Regions from separate parts of the Mus musculus genome. Here regions 1, 3 and 4 are each linked to region 2. Evidence: chromatin contacts called from public HiChIP or PLAC-seq and promoter capture Hi-C data. All regions are on one chromosome and are shown on one strand. The core of a region is the stretch at or near the end of the contact, and the rest is flanking DNA. Distances in the headings are between cores, read along the strand shown. Region 1 holds the start of Ddx39a (DEAD box helicase 39a). Region 2 holds the start of Ndufb7 (NADH:ubiquinone oxidoreductase subunit B7). Region 3 overlaps Elmod2 (ELMO/CED-12 domain containing 2). Region 4 overlaps Clgn (calmegin).

Region 1 (5,103 bases), core at 286-2,785, 150 kb before region 2:
AAAGAGCTCAAAGCCAGTCCTGGGGAGAAAAGAATCACACATCTCTGGGTTCAAACACCTGAATGACCAAGATGTACCTATTTCTATTTGAAACTGAGTCTCATGCAGGCCCTCAAACTTGTGTGTAGCCCAGACTAGCCTCGAATTCCAGATCCTCCTGCCTCCACTTCCCAAATGCTAGAATATATTAAAAATGAATTCTAAAAAATGCCTGAGACAGGGACAGACAGATCTCTAGTTCCAGGCTAGCCTGGGCTACACAGTGAGATCTTGTTTCAACAACAACCAAAAAACTTTTAAGTTCTAAGACTGGCTAGGCAAGGTGGCCAATGTGGCTTAAGAATTAATGATGCTTTCACACGACCTGAGTTAGGTTTCTCAGTTTACATCCTTCTAACTCCAGGGTCAGTACTTCCGGCCTCCTAGAGCACCTGCACACAGGTAGTCATTCAAATATTTACACCTAAATAAAAAACTTCAAGAACAACCTCGATTTCAGGAGAACCTATCTTCTGGCCTCTCATATGTGTACTCTGTCTTTAGGCAGTACTGCTTTAAAAACATTTATTGTGCTGGTGAAAGGATAAATGTGAAGCCGGGCTTAGTGGGACACGCCTTTAATACCAGACCTCCGGGGACTGAGCCAAGTGGACCTCAGTGAGTTCGAGCCCGACCTGGTCTTCAGAGAGAGAGTTCAAGGACGACCAGGATTATGTAAAGAGATCCTGTCTCAAGAATCTAGGCACACAAAAGGTTCCGGGAACTAGTTGAGGCGCAACTCGGAGCGTATGGCCCCCCACCCCCAATACGTCAGGCCTTGCTTCAACCAGGAAAATGAAACAAGTGAACCCAGACTGTCACAGACCTAAAGTTTCAACTATAGGTCCAGGCAGACCAGAGGCAACGGGCTGAACCGGCCTCACACCGGGAAAGCGACGCCGAGTGAATGGCCACGTTCCTAAGAGGCGCGACACTGGCCTTCCGCATCAGAGTCTGGAGAAGAATCTCCTGGGCGAGCGGCGGAACAAGACGGGAAGCCGGTGACTGCAGACTCGGGACGTCTGCCCAGATAGCCTGAGTCCTCTCGCCGTGACCGAAAACGCAGTGTGGATCCGCCCGGTCCCTCAATCCCACCACGGTACACATGGGGCCTCCGAGAGCCGCCATTCCCATCACCGTCCCCGGAAGCCGACCTACTAACGGCTGGCCCGCCCCTGGCGCATGCTCAATGGAGCCCAACGGCCGCCGGCTCGAGGTGCCTAACCGTCCCGCTGCTGTGCGCCCACTCCTCCCGCTGCACCGCGCCCCGCAGCTTCCCTTTCGGCGAACCCACAGCCCCGCACCGCGGCCCCGGCCTCGGGACCCGCCACTTACCTGCCGCCCGGTTCGCCTCCGCGAGCTGCAAAGAGAGCCACCCGTCCGGTTCTACGCCGCGACCCTGGACGCGCGCTACAGTGCTTCCTGCCTGGAGCCCAACTCGAGTCTCGCTCACTGGATAGCTGGCTTATCACTCAACAGAGGAAAGGATGATGGTTGGTTTATAAGGACGCTGTCGACCGGCTATTGGGCGTACCTAGACTCAGGTTCATTGGGCAGTCGTAAAGTAGGCGTGTCCAAAGGGGGAGTGGGCTAAGCGGCGGTTCCCGCCCAGTCACGTGAGATGAGTTAAGGGCCACAGTGGATACTGCCACTTTTAGCTGGCATCCGCACGTTAATTGCGCGTGTATGTGCCCCAGCTTTTTAAAGTGTCCTTGCCTGCCTAGCTTAGAAGCCCTGACTCTTTTGTTTGGTTGTATCATTTCGAGACAGGGTTTCTCTGGGTAGCCCTGCTGTCATGGAACAACTCCATCTGTGACCAGGCTGTCCTCAAGAGATCTGCCTGCCTCTTCCTCCATGTGATTGAAGGTGTGAGTGCTGTGATTAAAAGCGTCCACCACCACGCCCAGCCCCCCTTTTTAAAAAGATTTATTTATTTTTGGTTTTCGAGACAGGGTTTCTCTGTGAAGCCCTAGCTGTCCTGGAACTCACTCTGTAGACCAGGCTGGCCTCGAACTCAGAAATCCGTCTGCCTCTGCCTCCCAAGTGCTGGGATTAAAGGCGTACACCACCAGGCCTGGCAAGATTTATTTATTATTACATCTTAGTACACTGTAGCTGTTCAGACAGCACCAGAAGAGGGCGTCAGATCTCATTACAGATGGTTGAGTCATGATGTGGTTGCTGGGATTTGAACTCAGGACCTGTGAAAGAACAGTCAGCGTTCTTAACCGCTGAGCCATCTCTCCAGCCCTTGTTTTTCTTACCCCTACATTGTACCACCACCAAAACAAAAATCCCAGGCCGTAAACTGAGCTCATAGTTCCAGAAAGCCAGCTCTTTGGGGATTGCAGAAGAAAAGCAGCTGCCTGACCCCAGATATCTGGTGATAGAAAAAGACCTTGTCTAAGGAAAACAGCTAACCCCCATTCTGCCCCTATGAAACCTTCTTCTCCCTTCCCCATCCTTAGCTATAAAATCCCCAGCCTGAAACACAATCTACATTGTCTAGATCATGGTACTGAGAGGCTACCTGCCAGATAAATAAACTCTAGATGTTAATGCTGTCTACACTCATCCTTTCTTTCCACAAACATAATTCTTTCTCTCTCTCTCTCTCTCTCTCTCTCTCTCTCTCTCTCTCTCTCTCTCAAAACAAAACAAAACAAAACAAACAAACAAACAAACAAACAAACAAAAACCAGTCAGAGTGGCACAGAACTTTAGTCCCAGTTCTCTAGAAGCAGAGAACTCTGCTTTCAACTAGCCTGGTCTACATAGGATAGTTAGAGGCAGGCAGAATTCTTTGAGTCCAAGGCCAGCCTTGTCTATACAGTAAAGTCCAGGATAGCCAGGGCTACAAAGAGAGACTCTGTTTCAAAACACAAACACAAAATGAACAAACAAACTGCCCACACATCTAGATTCCATCCCTGCAGAGCTGAAACCACTCTTAGTTATGACCATGGCAACTCATAAAAGAAAGCATCTAGTTGGGGGCTTGCTCACATTTCCAGAGACTCAGTCCCTTATCATCATGTGGGGAGCATGGTGGGACGAGTGGGAATGTCTTACTTTGTACACTGCTCTGTTGGCGTGTTTGTATCTGTGCAATGGAGATCAGCGAGCCCTGAAGAGCACACGCATGTCATTAAGGCTGGGCAGCAGCACCATCTCACTAGCCCTTTATTTTTATCTTTTGTTTATTGAGACAAGGTCTCACCACATAGCTCTGTCTGGCTTGGAAATCATGTAGATCAGGCTGACCTTAAACTCATATATACACCTGCCCCTGCCTTCCAAGTGCTGAAGTTAAAGGTATGTGCTACCTTACCCAACATACTTTATTTTATATCACTCAATTGCCAAGGCTACGCTGAAGTCACCATCTTCCTACCTCAGTCCTTCAGGTGCTGGGATGACAAGTGTCCCTTGCCCAGCTAGCTAGCTTTGTAATTAGCAGGGTCTCAGTGTTTCTAGTTTCCTTATTTGGTGTACTGAGGGTGGACTCAGGGCTGCCTGTGTGCCAGGCAAGCCCTCTGCCACTATCTACAGCTCCAGGCTTTGTTTTGGTATCATTTGTTTTAGGAGTTTGCTTTTTAGCCTTTTAAAAATATTATATATACGATCCTTTTGCCTGCAAGTATGCACGTGTACCACGTGTGTGCCTAGTAGCCCCAGAGGTCAGAAGATGCCATTGGATCCCCTGGAACTGGGGTTACAGACAATTGTGAGTTGTCATATGGGTACTGTAGTGGCTATTCCTGGTTGTCAACTTGACTATATTTGGAATGAACTACAATCCAGAATTGGAAGGCTCACCAGTGACCCTTATCTGGAGGCTTGGAGATAGAAGTTTCTGATCTGGATCTTGGTATGGAGATCTTGAGGCATAGTAGCTATGGACTCCAGAAGATTCAATCTCCGAGTTCAAGGTCATCTGGGATTAAAGGTGTGGTGGAACACACCTTTAATCTGGGCTACACCTTCTGCTGGAGACAATATAAGGACATTGGAAGAAAGGAGTCTTGCTCCTTTGCCTGCTTGCTGTGTGAGACTGAGTAACTGCTAGATCCTTGAACTTCCATTCACAGCTACTACTGAACCATTGTTGGGAATTGGGCTGCAGACTGTAAGTCATCAATAAATTCCTTTACTATATAGAGACTATCCATAAGTTCTGTGACTCTAGAGAACCCTGACTAATACAGGTACCAAACACAACAAAGCCTATAACCATTGAGCCAACTCCCCAGCCCTGGTTTTGCTTTCCTCCATCCCATCCCACCCCCAATCCCCACCCCCCAAGACAAGGTTTCTCTGTGTAGCCCTAGCTGTACGGGAACTCAGAAATCTGCTTAACTGCCTCTGCTTACCCAGCGAGATGGGATTAAAGGCATGAGCCACCACCACTGGCTATGGTTTTGGTTTTTTGAGATAGGGTTTCGTGTATCCCAGTCTGGTCTGAAACCTGTAATTCTCTGAAAAACTACATAAATGTAGGTATGGGTCCCATGACTGCTCCTCCACGGGGCTCGGCCGCTCTGGGAGGCAGGACACAGGAAGTGACTGTGCTTACCACACGATGTCACTGGGCAGGTGTTGGGCCATAGGGAAGCCCTGGAACACTGATATGGAGATGGGAAAACACAGTATGAGGTGCGGGACAGTTGGAGGTGGCTTGGGGGTCCCCAGGCCTGCAAGGGTGCCTGGGCCGTCTAGTTCTCAGGTTGTGGAAGAGCTGAGAATGGAGTACCCCACCCCCACCCCCAAGGCTGGATCTAGCCTGGGGCTGGGATGTGTGTGGGAGTGAGGGAATGGGAACTCTGGCTGGAGCTTGTCTTTGGCATGATAGTGGAGGCAGCCTTGAGCTTGGCTTGGTCGTGGTTGGGAGCACAGAGAGGCCTTTTACAGGAGAATAGAAAGCCCTATAGGTGAAGGCCTTCTCCATGACTCCCCACGGTGGATCCTGATGAAAAGAGGTAGTCCATGGTTTTAAAGTGTTTATTGTCATGGCAGAAAATGGATGAGTAAAACCGTACCCCACTTCTCCGGGTGGGCCTGAGG
Region 2 (4,726 bases), core at 1,048-3,547:
ACCAGAGTTAGGAAGTGCTGGAAAGTGGGCCATGAGGCAAGGGCCGAGTCGGGCAGATGCCTGGGGCAAGAACATCTCAGGTAGAAGGGGGCCAAAGCCTTGAGGCAGCAGGCACCTTTCCTGCTTCCGGGTTTTGACCTAAGCTCAGGGAAAGGTAGAGCTGTCCTTGACAGTGACTGGGAAGGTGAGCACGGTAGGCTTAAGGGGAGGACAGAGCTGAGACTCAAAGAGTACAAGACAGACATTGAAGACAGAGGGGTACAGCCAGCAATCTCGGCACTCAGGAGCCTGAGGTAAGAGTTTTGAGACTAGCCTGTGCTACACAGCAAGATCCTGTCTCAAAAGGAAAATAAAACCCAGGCTGGGCTTGTTGGCTTACTCCTGTGATCTCAACACTCAGAGGTTGGCCAGCCTGTGCTACAGAGTGAAACCCTATCTTAAAAATTAAGGTGTCAGTGGAAGGGGGTGGTGGCTCCTGGGGGAGGAAAGGGGATGTGATTTCAGGAGGACACTCTGCAGACTTCTGGCCGTCAATGCACACGAGTGCTCACATACACATGTACCACTAATAAAGCCCTAAAATTCAGAAAACAAAAGTCAGCAATGTCATTTATAAGTTCAAGGTTAAGGCTCCCCTTGGAGATCAAGTGGACAGCACTGGTGTACACCACACAGTTGTGAGCTGCCTCCAGGGCAGAACAAAGGAGGCAGCAGCTTCAAGGCAGTCAAGGGAGCCGAGGAACAATCAGTGAGAGTGCGCAGGGAAGTGGAGGTGAGCAAGGTAGAGGTGGGGAATGACAGGTGGAGCTGGGGCTGGCTGGGAGCCTTGAGAGGAGCCCTTCAGTAACGGGGATTTTTATACTTAGGTTTTGAGACAGGATTGCTATCCATCCCAGGAACTCATGATGTTCCTGTGGGGGTGTTTCAAAACCATGGACAGGAGCCTGATGAGAGGTTCGGGAGCAGGATCCTTTCATTGTAGAGGGTGGATGGAGGATATAAAGGGGTGTGTGTGTGTGTGTGGGGGGGGGTTCACCTGGAATGGGGACTCCGCCAGGCTAGGGACAAGTCATTTGGAAGGAGTTTGGAGATGCATGGGTGTGGGAGCAGGAGCTACTCTTGCTTTCTCACAAGAGCTTGCCTAAGATGAAGAGGCAGTGAAGAACTATAGAAGCAACAATGTAGGCTATAGCATCCCTGAGCACCACTGGGCCTATGAGCTCTGTGCTCCCGAGGCCAAAGGGAAAGGACTGTGAGTTAGAGACTAGTCTGACTCAAAAATAAGAAGGGGGTCTGGAGTGAGGAAGCAACTTGGAGACCAGGTCAGCAGGGCCAGCTGAGTTTTACCAGGGTTTTGGATTAGCCAAGCAAGAGAGGCGGCCAGGGAGTGCTGTATTTTCAAAATGACTATGGGCAAAGCAGGGTGTCAGGTGGGTAAATGTTCTGCAGATTCAGTACTGACGGAGCCATCTTCTAGTCGACACTACAACCTTTTGGTAAGGCAAGTCATTTGTGTCTTTCCCCTGCTTACAAGTGGGGCTCTGTCCCTCCCTGGTACCAGCTTCATCAATCTCATATACACCCCTTTTAGCCTGTGCTTCTACACTCTTAAATTTGCTTCCCAGATCTTTTTGGACACGCTGCTTTGTCCAGGGGGCTCCCTGAAGACAGCGCCAGTGGCTCTCTGCTACCCTGGGGCATCCCAAGTGCCAAACTAGGACTTTGTCCAGAGCTGTCACTCTGATTTTCCTATACAGGAAGAATGAGAACCTTGCGAGTACACACAGGCCTTGGGTTCCTCCCCCAGCACCATCACACTAGACAGGACAAGGAGCATGATCGCTCCAGCCCCCCAACCTTGTATTATTGTACGTAACCAAATGCTAGTGACAATGTATGGAGATGCAAAGAACATGTCCTAGGCTCCGCGCTGTGCCCAGGACGAAGTGCACCGGGGCAGTCTCATCTTCCCGTTCTCTGCTGTCTCGTCCCAGCCTTTTGCTTTAGCCATCCCCGCACAGCCTCCACACTCAAGGAGGTCGCCCTCCCGACTCGACCCGGCCCTCCGCAAGCAGGCAGCTGAGTTCCGCGGGATCTGCGGTCGCGCCTGCGCACTGAGCTCACCTCGCTCCTTGCGCTCCGGAAAGCCGAGGTCCGGCGGGAAGCTGGGTATCTTCTCGGGGTCAGGCTCCACCGAGGCATCCCACAGATAGCGCCGGGTCAGGTGCGCCCCCATGGCTACTCTGCCTTACCCTTCTTTAGTAGCCGGGGTCACCTCGCTCCCACCTGGAAGCACTGCCCCTTCAGTGTCTTCCGGGTCATCTAGGCTGCGGCGGGGGTCATAGAGATGAACGATGGAACGCTTCCTGGCTCGCTGACACCCCCTGGCGGTGTGGAGGAGACAGAGCGGGTGCGGCGAACGCCAGTTGGCTAGAAGGCCAGGCTGGCCAGGGAGTTGCAGGGAGGAGTGCGGGTGTGGAAGCGGGGAGGTGGCAGGGTCCCCTGTGCTCTGCCCAGTGCTAGGATTATAAATGTGTGCCACCAAGCCTGCTGTATACATGTGTATACATGGGTACTGTGGACACCCTGGACCGAACCATCTTCCGCGTTCCTCTTCCTCCTCCTCTTTTTTTTTTTTTTCTTAAATTAATTTTTTTTTCTGGTTTTAGGATAGACCCCCAGGCCTAGCATATGGTAGATAAGTGCTTTCCCACAGATATACACTACCATTTCCAACACTCGAACTTCCAAACACTTTCCCTAGGTTTGTCGGTGTGAGTGCACATACGTAGGTGTGCTTATGAGTGCATTTGGTGGTCAGAGGTCAATTTCTGGGGTCATTACTCTGTCTCTGTCCAACTTGTTTGAGACACTGTCTCCCACTGGCTTTGAACCCTTCAAGTAGGTGAGGCTGGCTGTCTAGAAGGCCCGAGAGATTTAACCGGGCACCCTGTCTGTGGTTCTGGAATTTCAAGCGTGTGCCCCCACACCAGGAGTTTTCTTACATGGGGTTTGGGGACTGAATTGAGTTCTTTATGTTGGTAAAGCAATCACAGTAATGACTGAGCCCTCCTTCCAGTCGTTGTTCTTCTAAAATGAATACTTTGTGATCCTGGTCTAGAACATGGTAAATGAAGGCTTTACCACTGAAGCCTGTCCGTAGTGCCCAATCCTGACCAGAGAGGGCGCAGCCAACCTGATGGTCTTAAAAGCTCTTGGTCTAGAGCTTCTGAAGGAACCACTCTCTTCCTTGCTCCTAAGTGTCTGTCAGGGTGTGTCCTCTCTTGGCTTGCTCTCTCCTCTCATCCAGGACAGCTTATTTGACTCAGACTAAGCACACCTCTCTGTTCAGAGCTCCCCAAGGCGGGCTGGTCTGTAAGCCCCAGGGATCCTCTTGTCTTTGTCTCCTCTGGGCTGCCATGCCCAGCGTCTGTTTTACATGGTATTTTAGTTAGGGTTTCCATTGCTGTGATGAAATACCACCAGAAGCCATTTGGGGAGGTAAGTGTTTTACTTCCCGGTCTGGAATGCAGTATGTCCTGACGGGAATGTCCTGATGGGAAGTCAGGACAGGAACACAGACCCTGGAGGCAGGAACTGACACAGTGGCCACCCAGGAGTGCTGCTTACTGGCATTCTCAGGCTGCTTTCTTTTCTTTGTATAGGGTTTCTCTGTATAGCCCTGGCTGTCTTGGAACTCACTTTGTAGACCAGGCTGGCCTCGAACTCAGAAATCCGCCTGCCTCTGCCTCCCAAGTGCTGGGATTAAAGGCATGCGCCACCACCGCCTGGCTCAGGCTGCTTTCTTTTAGTACCCATGGCCACCACCTCAGGGGTTACACCACATGTCAACCACTAAATAAAATGTACAAAAAAAAAAAGGAAAAAAAAAAAAGAGAAGAAAAGAAAAAGAAAGAAAGAAAATGTACTCCAGACTTGCCTTTGGCCAATCTGGTGGGGTGTTTTCTCAGCTGAGGCTCTCTCTTCCACAGTGACTCTAACCTATGTCAAGTTGACATAAAAAGCAGGTAGCACAGTGTGGCTTCTTGAGATCAAACATAGGTCTTTGCCTTTGTGAGACAGTACTTTAAAACTGAGTGGCTTAGTTAGGGTTTTATCACTGTGAAGAAACAAAGAAAACATTTAATTGGGGCTGGTTTATGGTTTCAGAGGTTCAGTCTGTTATCATCATGGTGGGAAGCATGGCAGCATCCAGGCAGGCCTGGTGCTGGAGAAGGAGCTGAGCGTTCTGCACCTTGGTCTGAAGGCAGCCAGGAGGAGCCTCTCTTCTCCACTGGACAGAGCTTGAGCACATACATGTTGTCTTTCCCCCTCCCTGTCTCTCTTTCTTGTCTATGTCTCTGTGACGTGCAAACACTCTGTCTTTGTGTCAGACATATACTCTGTGTCTCTGTCTCCATGTACACACACACAATTCACGTGTCGGTCTCTCTGTGTCTGATACACAAACCTCTGTCTCTCTTGGCGTCTCTCATACATGCCCCATGTCTCGTTCTCCGTTCTCACCCCCGTGTCTTATTCTCTGTTTGTCTCTGTCACACATACTCTGTCTCTGTTTCACACATATTATCACATTCTGTGTCCTACACATACTCATTCACACTCTGTCTCTCTGAGCATGTCACACACACTCTTTCGTTCTGTCTTTGCTTATCTCTGTTATACACTTCCTGTCTCTGTCTGTCTGTCTGTCTATCCCCTCAGT
Region 3 (4,776 bases), core at 1,871-4,370, 250 kb after region 2:
CAGGTTAGGTGACATGCTCCTCACTACCTCTGGCCCTGACCTGAACCCTGAGTCCAGGCTATAACAACCTGCCTGTTCCCTCAGCATTTAGGCTACATGCATGCAATCCCAGATATGCAATATAAATCACAACTGATAGTCAGCACTCTTCCAGTAAGCAAGAGGAAGATCAAGTTCTTATACCAGTGGTTCTCTACTTGTGGACTGTGACCCCTTTGGGGGCAGCATATCAGATATTTACATTATGATTTATAACAATAGTAAAATTACAGTTCTGAAGTAGCAATGAAACACTTTTATGGTTGGAGCCACTCTGCTAGATAGCTATACAGGTGTATACACCATCGTGTTTGAGTTTATCTGTGATCGTGACTTACAAATTGTAACTGATGTTGAGAATGGGAAGCCAGTAGGTTTTTTTTTTTTTGGATAATTTTTAATGTGAAAAAAATCTGAATTGAACTAAACTAATGCTGAGAAAATTGTTTAGGTCAATGTGGGTAAAGCTGTTGGGGAAAGGATATGCCATAATGAGATTTCAAGATCTATGCTATTTTAAATTATAAAAGCATGCATGTTTTGGCAATGCCTAAAGCTTAATAGTTCTATGTAGTTCTGCTTCCTAAAGATAAATCACACAGTAAGTGACTTCCCTGCCTCCACTGGAAGAGACTCCTACTGAGCCTGGGGTAACGTGACAGAGTCTGACTCTAGACTGTGCGGAGGGGTCTTGGTGTACCTCTGATGACCTGCAGTTTCTTCACTGTATTTAGAGCATAGGCTGATGTGAAGATGGCCAGCATCCACGTCCATTAGTGATGATCTGCTTGTCAGCAGTGTGTTACAAGCGCGCACTCTAGCGTGGCAGAGAGGACAGACAGTGAGGAGAGTGGCCCGGCAGCTGCACTTTCGTATTGGACAGGATGAGAGTTGGCAGATTTCAGAACTGTTCTTTTGTAAGCAAATAGGACATCCCTTTGTAGGTGATTTCTCTGCTGAAATGGTCTTGCCAAGAGCCAGTCTGTCTGTGGTCCTTATTTAATCAGGTGCCATCAGGTGCCTTGAGGTGGAGATGGTGGAGCTGTGGCAGCGAGGGCACGGTCTGACAGTGCACGTGCCTGCTCTGAAGTATTTACCCTGCTTTTGGTGGGACATCTCGCTTCATCATTTCCCTTGACTTGTTTAGGTATTTCAGTGAAAACTACACCAGCGAAGCGCATCAGATTCTCTCCCGCTCAAATCACCCCAAATTAGGGTAAGCTGGGCAAACAAAAAAACTAGACTCTTGAAGTGAAAATGACTGTATATTTCAAAATGTATCCTAAAATGATGTTATTTTAATGATTGAAACTGCAGAAAGGATAATATAAACTATTTTAAGGAAAAATGATCATAAGTGTTCTATGTATTCCAAAATAAATTTTATCACATGATGTAGTTTATAAAACAAAGATAAGGGCTCATTTTTTTTTTTCAAGGACTATTTCAAAGTAGAAGGAGAAACTTAGGAAAATCTGAGTTAGCTTTGAAAATAGTAAAGAAAATGCAAATTGAGCCCTTGTTATTAGCTTTATATTGCTTTGTATATAATAACTAGAACAATAAAGCATGGTGTATATGGGTGTCCCTCATTGTATTTAAATGTTGCAGTCAGAACTTTTATTTTTACTTCTTAGCTTCTATTCAGAAAACAACAGTCTTCAAAAAAACAAGCACTTTGCGGGGCGGTGGTGGCGCACGCCTTTAATCCCAGCACTTGGGAGGCAGAGGCAGGCAGATTTGTGAGTTCAAGGCCAGCCTGGTCTACAGAGTAAGTTCCAGGACAGCCAGGGCTACTGAGAAACCCTGTCTTGAAAACAAACAAACAAACAAAACAAAACAACAAGCACTTTGATCTTTCTCACTGTCTGAGTTCAGAGAGGTTACTGCAAAGTAGGCCCTGTGTCAGGAGTGCAGTAGAGACAGTTTGGAGTGGACTAATGAGCTCTTTACATGCTGTAAGCTGTTACGAGCGTCAGCTAGCTGTGTAACTGGCAATGTTTCTGACGTAGGTATTCTTATGCAATAGTTGGAATCAACCTTACAGAGATGGCTTATAGCTTACTGAAGAGCGAGGCCCTGAAGCTTCACCTCTACAACTTTGTCCCTGGGGTACCAACGATGGAGCACTTCCACCAGTTTTACTGTGAGTATCGGGGTCAGAACCAGACCTGACCAAGAGCAATTCTAACACTCAGCGAGGCAGAATATAGAGCTTTTAACCTAATGCCTCTGAATACAGAGTTTATGCTTATCATTTTATTGTTTAAGATCTTTGCTATCCAAGAGAATAATGGAAGATGATCTCTAAGTGCACTTTAAACATTACTGTCTATATTTGAACTCAGATTGTCTGGCTGGTGTGACAAGCAGCCTTATTCACCAAGCTGTCTCCCTGACCCAAGATGCGTATATACTTTCTGAAGATGGTCTAAATAGATGATTTTACTCCTGTGGACATGTATTTGTGTGTTTTTACTTGCAGGTTACCTTGTCTATGAATTTGACAAGTTTTGGCTTGAGGAAGAGCCAGAAAGCATTATGTACTTCAACTTGTACAGAGAGAAGTTTCACGAGCGGATCAAAGGACTCTTGATGGATTGCAATGCTGTGCTCACTTTGAAAACATGAACCATCCGTGTATCTTCACTTTCTACCACATTTTGCACACACAACAGAATTTATATGTTATTATAGAAATTATCTGATTAACTACACTCATATAATTTCCTACAAAAATACTTCAGAAACTCTATTTAAGAAAGCTAGCGGACAATCAGTGTATGTTTACAGTTGTTTATACACTGTTCTCCAAAGGTCCCTTACCCTTCCAAAGAGCCCTTCCGGAGGTACATGAACTACAGTTTGGAACTTGGGTCTTAGCCTGTTAGTTTAAAAGTATAAATCAGGTATATTTATAGTTAGCCAATTGATCACAATGTGCACAAGTCTGTTGTCATTTTATGTGTGGTGCTCCCAAGCTGGTGTCTTTTTGAAAATTCTGCAGGGTCATTGTTTGCTCTGGAAGTGGCTTTTGAATGCCCTTTGTCTTTTTATTTCTAGGCAAATCAGCACAGGGTGCCCTCTGAGGCTTTCTTTGTGTCTTTAGCTCTTGTCAAGATGTCCTGTCCTTGGAGCAGAGGGCACATGACTCTGTCAGGGAAGGTGGACAATCATGGCTTCCTTTTGATTTTTCTGGTCACTGACTAAAGAACCGAGACGTGGCAGTACTGATGGCTGCTTCTTACTTATAAGTAGCCCGTGTGGGAGGTTTTATCCTAAGGAGTCTAGGCATTTACTCCAGGTCAGTATTTGTTTTTATCAGCTGTAGAAGGAACCTTCCTCAGAGCCCCCTGGGAGAACCCCGCCTGTGTGTTTAGAAAGGAGGTGCCTCTGCTGAGAAAATCTGGACTGCATTTGAAACATAGTTTCTTTTTCGATAAAACTGTCTTTGAAACTTACACAAGAAGAAAACCGAGAGCTTTTTAGACATCTGTTCCCTATCATTGGTGTGTTTGACCTGCTGTTCACTTTTGCTTGCCCTTGATTTGACTCTGGTGTTTCTGGGTAATATTGTAGGGACCTGGGTTAGTGGGCTGGGACATGCTACCATAGCCTGGATCATGACTGTGCATTTTTGTATAGCTTTATTCTCCAAAGTCTCAGGAGGGCAGCAAGTATTGTCGAGGATTCTATGTGAGGGGATTCTAATGGGGTGGTTTCCTCTTGGCATGCTTTAGCAATTTGTTCTCAGAGCAAAACAAAAAGAGCCTAAAGATAAGAAAGATGATTGGACTTAGAAGCACTGAGTACGTCCCGTGGAAACCAGTCTACAACATGATAGGTTAACCTAAAACATGGTGCTGTTTTGCACATCTTTTAATATCAGGTATTTAAAGACTAGCTTGTGTGATAGCGGAAAGTTTGCTGTTTTCTCACAATTTGTTCATGTTTTCTGTCAAGCCTGTCTTCCCACTTGTGGGGTTGGGGGGAGAGAGCAAGCATGAGAAAGTCATGTGCAGTACGGATGTCCCATCAGAGAGCCACAGCTGGAGTGTTGTATAGCACTGTGTTGCAGAGCATGGGTTCAAATTGCTTTTCCTTAAGGAAGATAAAACTTTTTTTAAAAGTAGCTTTGTTTTATAATACTAGAAAGGATTCAGCTTTTCAGTATTATAGGAATTTAATAATTGATTTCTTATAGGGGACTTGTTGACCCTGGTAATACAGTAATTTCATTTTTGAGAAATCTTTTGTCACCCAGGTTTTAGGATGCATTGTGTACCAAAACCCTAACAAGGAGCCCATGGTTACCATTGTTGTCCACTGTATTATAGTGTGAAGTCCTCCATGGAAAGCAGCTGTGTTAGTCTTTAACTTTTGTGCTAAAAGTACTTATGCATGTATTTTAATCTTTGAGCAGCCTAGATCTTGAACTGATTTAACTCTTTATCAGCATATGTAACAAAAAGCATACTTGAAGTATGAAAGAGGAAGTAATAATAATAATAATAAGTAATTATTTTCTGGCAGAAAAAAATCTCTAATGATGTTAAGAACATATTGTCATGGTTTGGTTAATGTCACAGTCCTTAAATCCTCCTTTGTACATTACAGATATTGTTTGTTTTTTTTTGTTTGTTTGTTTATTTGTTAAAATTATCATTAGCCATTTCAGATAATTATATAGTGAACTGATGTGTTAGCCAATTCCAGCTTCAAAGTTCTGATCTTCTG
Region 4 (5,082 bases), core at 854-3,353, 150 kb after region 2:
CATTGGTGGTCTCCAGATTCCTTTGTATTTTGGGTTATCGATCATGGGAGGTTTCCATTCTCCACATCCAATCTGACAGGCTGGATTAGGAATATGTGGTGCCTCCCATTCTCCATCCATGTCGTCACTCCTGCAATGATCAGATATTAGCTCCCAGGCTTTTAGGAAGCAATGAGAAGTAGTAAATAATCAAGATACACTTGGCACCTCGTGAAACTAAGGAATGCTCACCAGTCCTCAGGTTTCTCAGCTTTAGGATTGGGGATAAACTTTGGTTCATCATCAAGCCAGCCATCAGGTTTAACAGCACTTGAGTCTTCTATTTGGGCAGGTTCATTTTCATCCCTGTAAATACATTGTTACAACAGTGAATTTACTCTTCTAAGAAGTTCTTAAATACACATGTCAAAATGTCCAGAAGGTACCATGGCAGTATGTCCTATCATTTGGCCTGTGAGCCTACTAAGGGCATTTTACAGGCCAACACACACACACACACCCCACACACACTGTTCCCTTGTTGTATGTGGTCTCCTGTTCCATGCACACACTGCACACACTTTTTTACATAAAGGATAACACTGCATACTCAGCAAGCTCAATTTTGCCTTTGCCACTCAAACTCAGTCAAAAGTTATGCCCTGGCTGCCTTGTGACACGGTTTGCGTTGTGTGATGGAGGCCTGGTTCCCGGTGAGGTGAGCTTAGAGGAGGGGTGCTGCATCATGAGGGTTTTGATTCACAAATTAATCTATTTTCAGATTCCTAGCTTAATGGATTTCAAGCAGGAGATCCTTCTCTGCTTGCTGATGTCACAACGTGGCCAGGGCTGTTTCACAACATGCTTCTTTCCAAGGTGTCCTGATGGCACAGCCAGCGACAGTGGAGCCGGCTACCTCTGGATAGAATGGCTGACACTGAACCCAGGTATTTCTTCCTCCTGTGTTGACTCCTGAGTGTTTTCTGTCGCAGTGAAGCAAATCTAACCCAGACATTTGCACCGAGGACTGTGCTCGTTTCCACAACCACCTCCTACCATGTGGCTCAGAAGCCTGTGGACCATGTCTGTGTGTGGGAATGGCTCGGGAACGTCTCAGTGCAGACTCAGTGTAGAAAGAGCTTGCAGGGCCAGAAGCAAGAGCTCAGTGGGCAATCCTGTCCAGAGCTCAGGCAAGACAGGCGATGCGGAGAGGAATGTCGATAGTGGGGCCTAGTCCAGATATCCAGGAGTAAGGACTCTCCATCCAAGCTAGGTACACACTTCAGAGCGAGTGCATAGCCAAGCCATTCATATCTCTCTAGGCAGCTTATTTAGTTTACATTATGAAATCAGCCCTTTGTTGACTATATACTGTAAAAATATAATCTTTCCTCTTTCTACTTTTCCAGGTTTTAAAAATATCACATTTAATTATTTCTCTGTATATGTCTGTGTGCGCGCACATGAGAGTGGACTCGTATGCCACAGCACACAGGAGGTCAGAGGTCAGGGGACAACTTGTAGAAGCTGGTTCTCTCTTCCAGGTGGGCTCCAAGGTGGAACTTTGCCCATCAGGCCCAGTGGCAGGCACCTTTACCTAATGAGTCATCTCACCAGCACGCATACGTTTAAAATAAAAGTTTCTGCTCTTCTCCCTCTCCACTTCCATCCCCTCCATCTCCCCCTTCTCTTCCCTTCTTTTCTCTTCCCTCCCCTCCCCTCCCCTCTCCTCCTCCCCTCCCCCTCCCCTCTCTTCTCCTCCCTTGCCCTTCTTTAGACAGGGTCTCATGTAACCCATGCTAGCCTGGAACTTTCTGTGTAGTCAAGAATAACTTTAATGTCCTGACCCACCTGCTCACACTTTTCAAGTGCTGAGCTACAAGTTTCTAACACGGTGCCTGGCCATGACTCTATTGTTCCTTTTGCCATACACAGACTGTATGTTTTCCAGAAGCTAAATTAATTAGCATTTTATGATTTTTCTAATTCATGTCATATTTTAAAAGATTCTTCATACTCTCCGATACCTCTAGCATTCTAATTTAGAAAGCAACACTGACTTAGGAAGAAAACTCTGAGGGGCACGAGCATGGTGAGTGTTAGGAGAATGACCATGACGTCACCGTAACATTACCGCTGCGGAGATGGGGACGCTGTGACCCCATCTGCTCACTCATGGCTGCAACACAGACTAAACCCAATCCTATTAGTGCACAGACTCAGCCTACCCGACCTCAGGGACATTCTCTGAACACTCACAAGCAACCAGACGCTGGCTTTTGACAAAGCCTTTCTTTTGGTATCTTCTAACAGAAATCTAAGGCATTTGCCAAGCATGAAGCTGTTATCTACAGCTTCTTCCTCTTTCTGGGTCTACAAGCCTGAAACAGTGTGGGTTCGCAGGGGACGCACCCCTGTACTCAGGACTCATCAAGAGATGCTGGGAAGTGGTTTGCTCCTCCTGCCCTTTGCAAAGCTTGTCTGAAGGGAAAGGCAACCCCACCACGGACAACATCTCTCTGGATCTGCAGTACTTGACATGTTTGGTTTTCCTAAGAACAAGACCCGTGTTCTGTGCAGGTGGTTGCATCAATGTTTGCAAACACATGACTGGAGGAAATGACTTTTCACATACAGACAAAGAAAACAAAATCAGGGATCCTAAGATCCTGGGTGTGTTAGAGCACCTGGAAGTGGTACCTCCTCTGGGGGCAGTGGGACTGTCTGCTGAGTTCACGCCCAAGGTGGCCGGGTGCTGGCACTGACCAGAAGGAACAATGGCAAACAATGAAACACACATGCATGGAGCTGCCGGGATACCCAGTAGAGTAGCAGCCAAATCTACACATCACACAAACTGCAGGCCTATGTTCTAAGAAGCTCAAAGAACAGGAAGACACCATGAGGAAAAAGACATTTATATCAGAACATAGCAAAAGCAAACATCTGAAAACTGGCAATGTGGGAGAATACCTTAGAATTGAAAATAAGTGACAAGCTGGGCAGAGATCATCCACCCACCATTACAAACTGTGAGCTTTCAGGAAAGGGGTGCCTCGTCAGAGGCCGCTGCTCAGCCATGCTTAGTAGTCAGTGAAAACTATCCTTAAAAAACTACACTGATAGAAACACATTTTCAGCATGTCACAGCAGGGAGAACTCATGGGAAGCAGGGAAGAAAGAATTGAATGTGTGTTGCCTGCAAGAAACCCACTTTAGGGCCAGCAAGATGGCTCAATGGATAAAGATGCCTGCTGCCAACCTGAATTCAATCCCCAGGACCTGCTTAATGGAAGGAGAGAACTGACTACCTCAGGTTATCCTCTGACTGTCACAAGGGCATTGTGGGGCACGCGCGCGCGCGCGCGCGTGCACACACACACACACACACACACACACAGTAATAAAAATATTTGACAAACTAAAAATGCTACTTCAGCAAAGAATTGATAGACACCGTAGTGAAGGACCAGATGCCGAGAGGTGCAAACCGTGAGGTAAGACAGTGACACTGCAAAGCTTTTACACTCAAACCAAAACTAAAACAAAAACTCGCAAACACAGAGATCTAAATGTAAAGCAGCTGAAACCCTCCCACAAGGCTGGAGGGACTGCACAGGAGCATAGCCTGAGACAGGCTGGCAACTTCGCATTGGTTCACACATGCGTTCTCAGAACAGTCCAGCAATTCCGTGCCTTGGCACCTACCCTCCAAAGTTCTGCCTGCAGATTTCTATTACAAATTTACTTGTAATTCCTCAAAACTGGGAAATCGGGGGTGGTGGGGGTGGGGGACTGGAGAGATGGCTAAGAGCACTGACTGCTTTTCCAAAAGTCCTGAGTTCAATTCCCAGCAACCACATGGTGGCACACAACTATCTGTAATGGGATCTGATGCCCTCTTCTGGTGTGGCTGAAGACAGCTACAGTGTACTCATATACATGGAATAAATAAATAAAGCTTTTAAAAAAAAATAAACTGGGAAATCATGGGGATTTCCATTAACTTGTGAATGGATGGAGCAATCATGACGTATGCCCAGTGCTGTGTGACTGCTGCAAACAGAGGCACCAACACCAGGCAGGCATGGGACCCAGACCAAGAAGCCAGACCCTGTAAGAGTCCATTTCTGCCAAGCTACAGGGATGGAAACCCCATCAGGGGTGCAGAATGCTGCTGGGTCCTGGGAAGACGAGGATGCCACAGACCCCTGTGTGTCCATCAGAACCCACAGAGCTGTGCATCACTAATGCGTTTAGCAGCATACAATTTATACTTAAATTGTAAGTAGTACCCAACAAAAGAAACCAAAAAGATAGTAACAGTGCTGAGCAGGTGGGTGTGAGTCAGCACCAGCCCCTCACTGTGACTGAGAAAGTACAGACAAGACAGGCATGTCAACAAGCATGTAAAAACCATGTTATGGTCTCACAGGAAGCTTTTTTAAAAACTCTCAGGATTTGTATTCACACCTTTGTGAAGTGTCCATCCAGCTAGGGGACAAAAGGGTGACAGAGTGCTAATTCTAGACTCAGCTATAAAACATGGCAGCCATTTTAGGGGTGCTGTCTCTCTTTCTTAGATCACTATTCTGATGTGTGATCTAAGATGCCATGAACATACACCTACAGGTGGGGCCAGGCGGGGAAGGACTGAAACCTGGGATCAGCCACTTAAGCAGCCTCTCAGCCAGGCCTCCTCTCATCCCAACTCAACCCACTGAGGTAGTCGTCAGCATGAGTTGTCCTGGCTGGGTCAATTTGAGGATATTTGTTATACAGCACAACCTAACACGGTGGTTAAATACAAAAAGAAATACAATCTATTTAGCACATCTTAATTAAGGGTTATGTAATAGGGAAAAAACTGTGGTTCTTAGGAATAAAAGTACGTGGTCTCATGCAGAAATCACAAAACATAAGTGAAGGACAAAGAGCGATTCACTGGCGTCCTTCACATCCAACCTCAGGCTGTGGGTGCGCATTAACCCAATGCACTCAGTTAAGGAACTCTTTCCCTAGGATGGAAACACCACCAATGGCTAGTGAGGGCAAGTAGTGCTTCTGCATGTTGGCGACAGTGAGTCCCATGGAGGTTTTATA

Evidence for each region. HiChIP or PLAC-seq counts read pairs in DNA pulled down with a chosen protein or histone mark. Capture Hi-C pulls out chosen DNA fragments and counts their contacts.
Region 1: a contact with region 2 is called in a promoter capture Hi-C map of adipose tissue. The contact joins the promoter of Ddx39a here to the promoter of Ndufb7 in region 2. A contact is called at or near these places in 3 of 39 promoter capture datasets (erythroid cells, liver and stem cell-derived epiblast-like cells), 2 of 484 Hi-C or Micro-C datasets (CD4 T cells and embryonic stem cells), 3 of 115 datasets of contacts at active chromatin or transcription factors (double positive thymocytes, effector CD8 T cells and embryonic stem cells) and 3 of 9 other capture datasets (adipose tissue, liver and pancreatic islet).
Region 3: an H3K4me3 HiChIP or PLAC-seq map of embryonic stem cells shows a contact between it and region 2, with 3 times the contacts expected there. The contact joins the enhancer-like site here to the promoter of Ndufb7 in region 2. A contact is called at or near these places in 1 of 39 promoter capture datasets (erythroid cells), 3 of 484 Hi-C or Micro-C datasets (CD4 T cells, erythroblasts and pre-pro-B cells), 4 of 115 datasets of contacts at active chromatin or transcription factors (bone marrow-derived macrophages, embryonic stem cells and large pre-B cells) and 2 of 9 other capture datasets (liver and pancreatic islet).
Region 4: a contact with region 2 is called in an H3K27ac HiChIP or PLAC-seq map of microglia, with 4 times the contacts expected there. The contact joins the enhancer-like site here to the promoter of Ndufb7 in region 2. A contact is called at or near these places in 1 of 484 Hi-C or Micro-C datasets (the G1E-ER4 cell line), 4 of 115 datasets of contacts at active chromatin or transcription factors (embryonic stem cells and microglia) and 2 of 9 other capture datasets (embryonic stem cells and liver).

What each region holds. Positions count from the first base shown.
Region 1 is chr8:83,711,609-83,716,711 of GRCm38.p6, reverse strand. It overlaps Ddx39a (DEAD box helicase 39a), which reads right to left and starts at 1,535. Exons shown (of 11, transcript NM_197982.3): 1 at 1,375-1,535.
Region 2 is chr8:83,564,329-83,569,054 of GRCm38.p6, reverse strand. It overlaps Ndufb7 (NADH:ubiquinone oxidoreductase subunit B7), which reads right to left and starts at 2,297. Exons shown (of 3, transcript NM_025843.3): 1 at 2,125-2,297. The coding sequence starts at 2,236.
Region 3 is chr8:83,314,210-83,318,985 of GRCm38.p6, reverse strand. Elmod2 (ELMO/CED-12 domain containing 2) reads left to right here. Exons shown (of 9, transcript NM_178736.5): 7 at 1,187-1,255; 8 at 2,052-2,185; 9 at 2,525-4,776. The coding sequence ends at 2,670. Among named protein-coding and RNA genes, the nearest start is that of Elmod2, 16 kb to the left of the region's middle. Within about 2 kb of position 3,120, at least 11 of the 459 cell types and tissues checked have an H3K27ac peak or open chromatin away from gene starts, as enhancers often do. A contact at or near this core is called in embryonic stem cells, where this site is marked.
Region 4 is chr8:83,415,467-83,420,548 of GRCm38.p6, reverse strand. It overlaps Clgn (calmegin), which reads right to left. Exons shown (of 15, transcript NM_009904.4): 9 at 232-345; 10 at 1-130. Among named protein-coding and RNA genes, the nearest start is that of Scoc, 25 kb to the left of the region's middle. Within about 2 kb of position 2,103, at least 5 of the 459 cell types and tissues checked have an H3K27ac peak or open chromatin away from gene starts, as enhancers often do. A contact at or near this core is called in microglia, where this site is marked.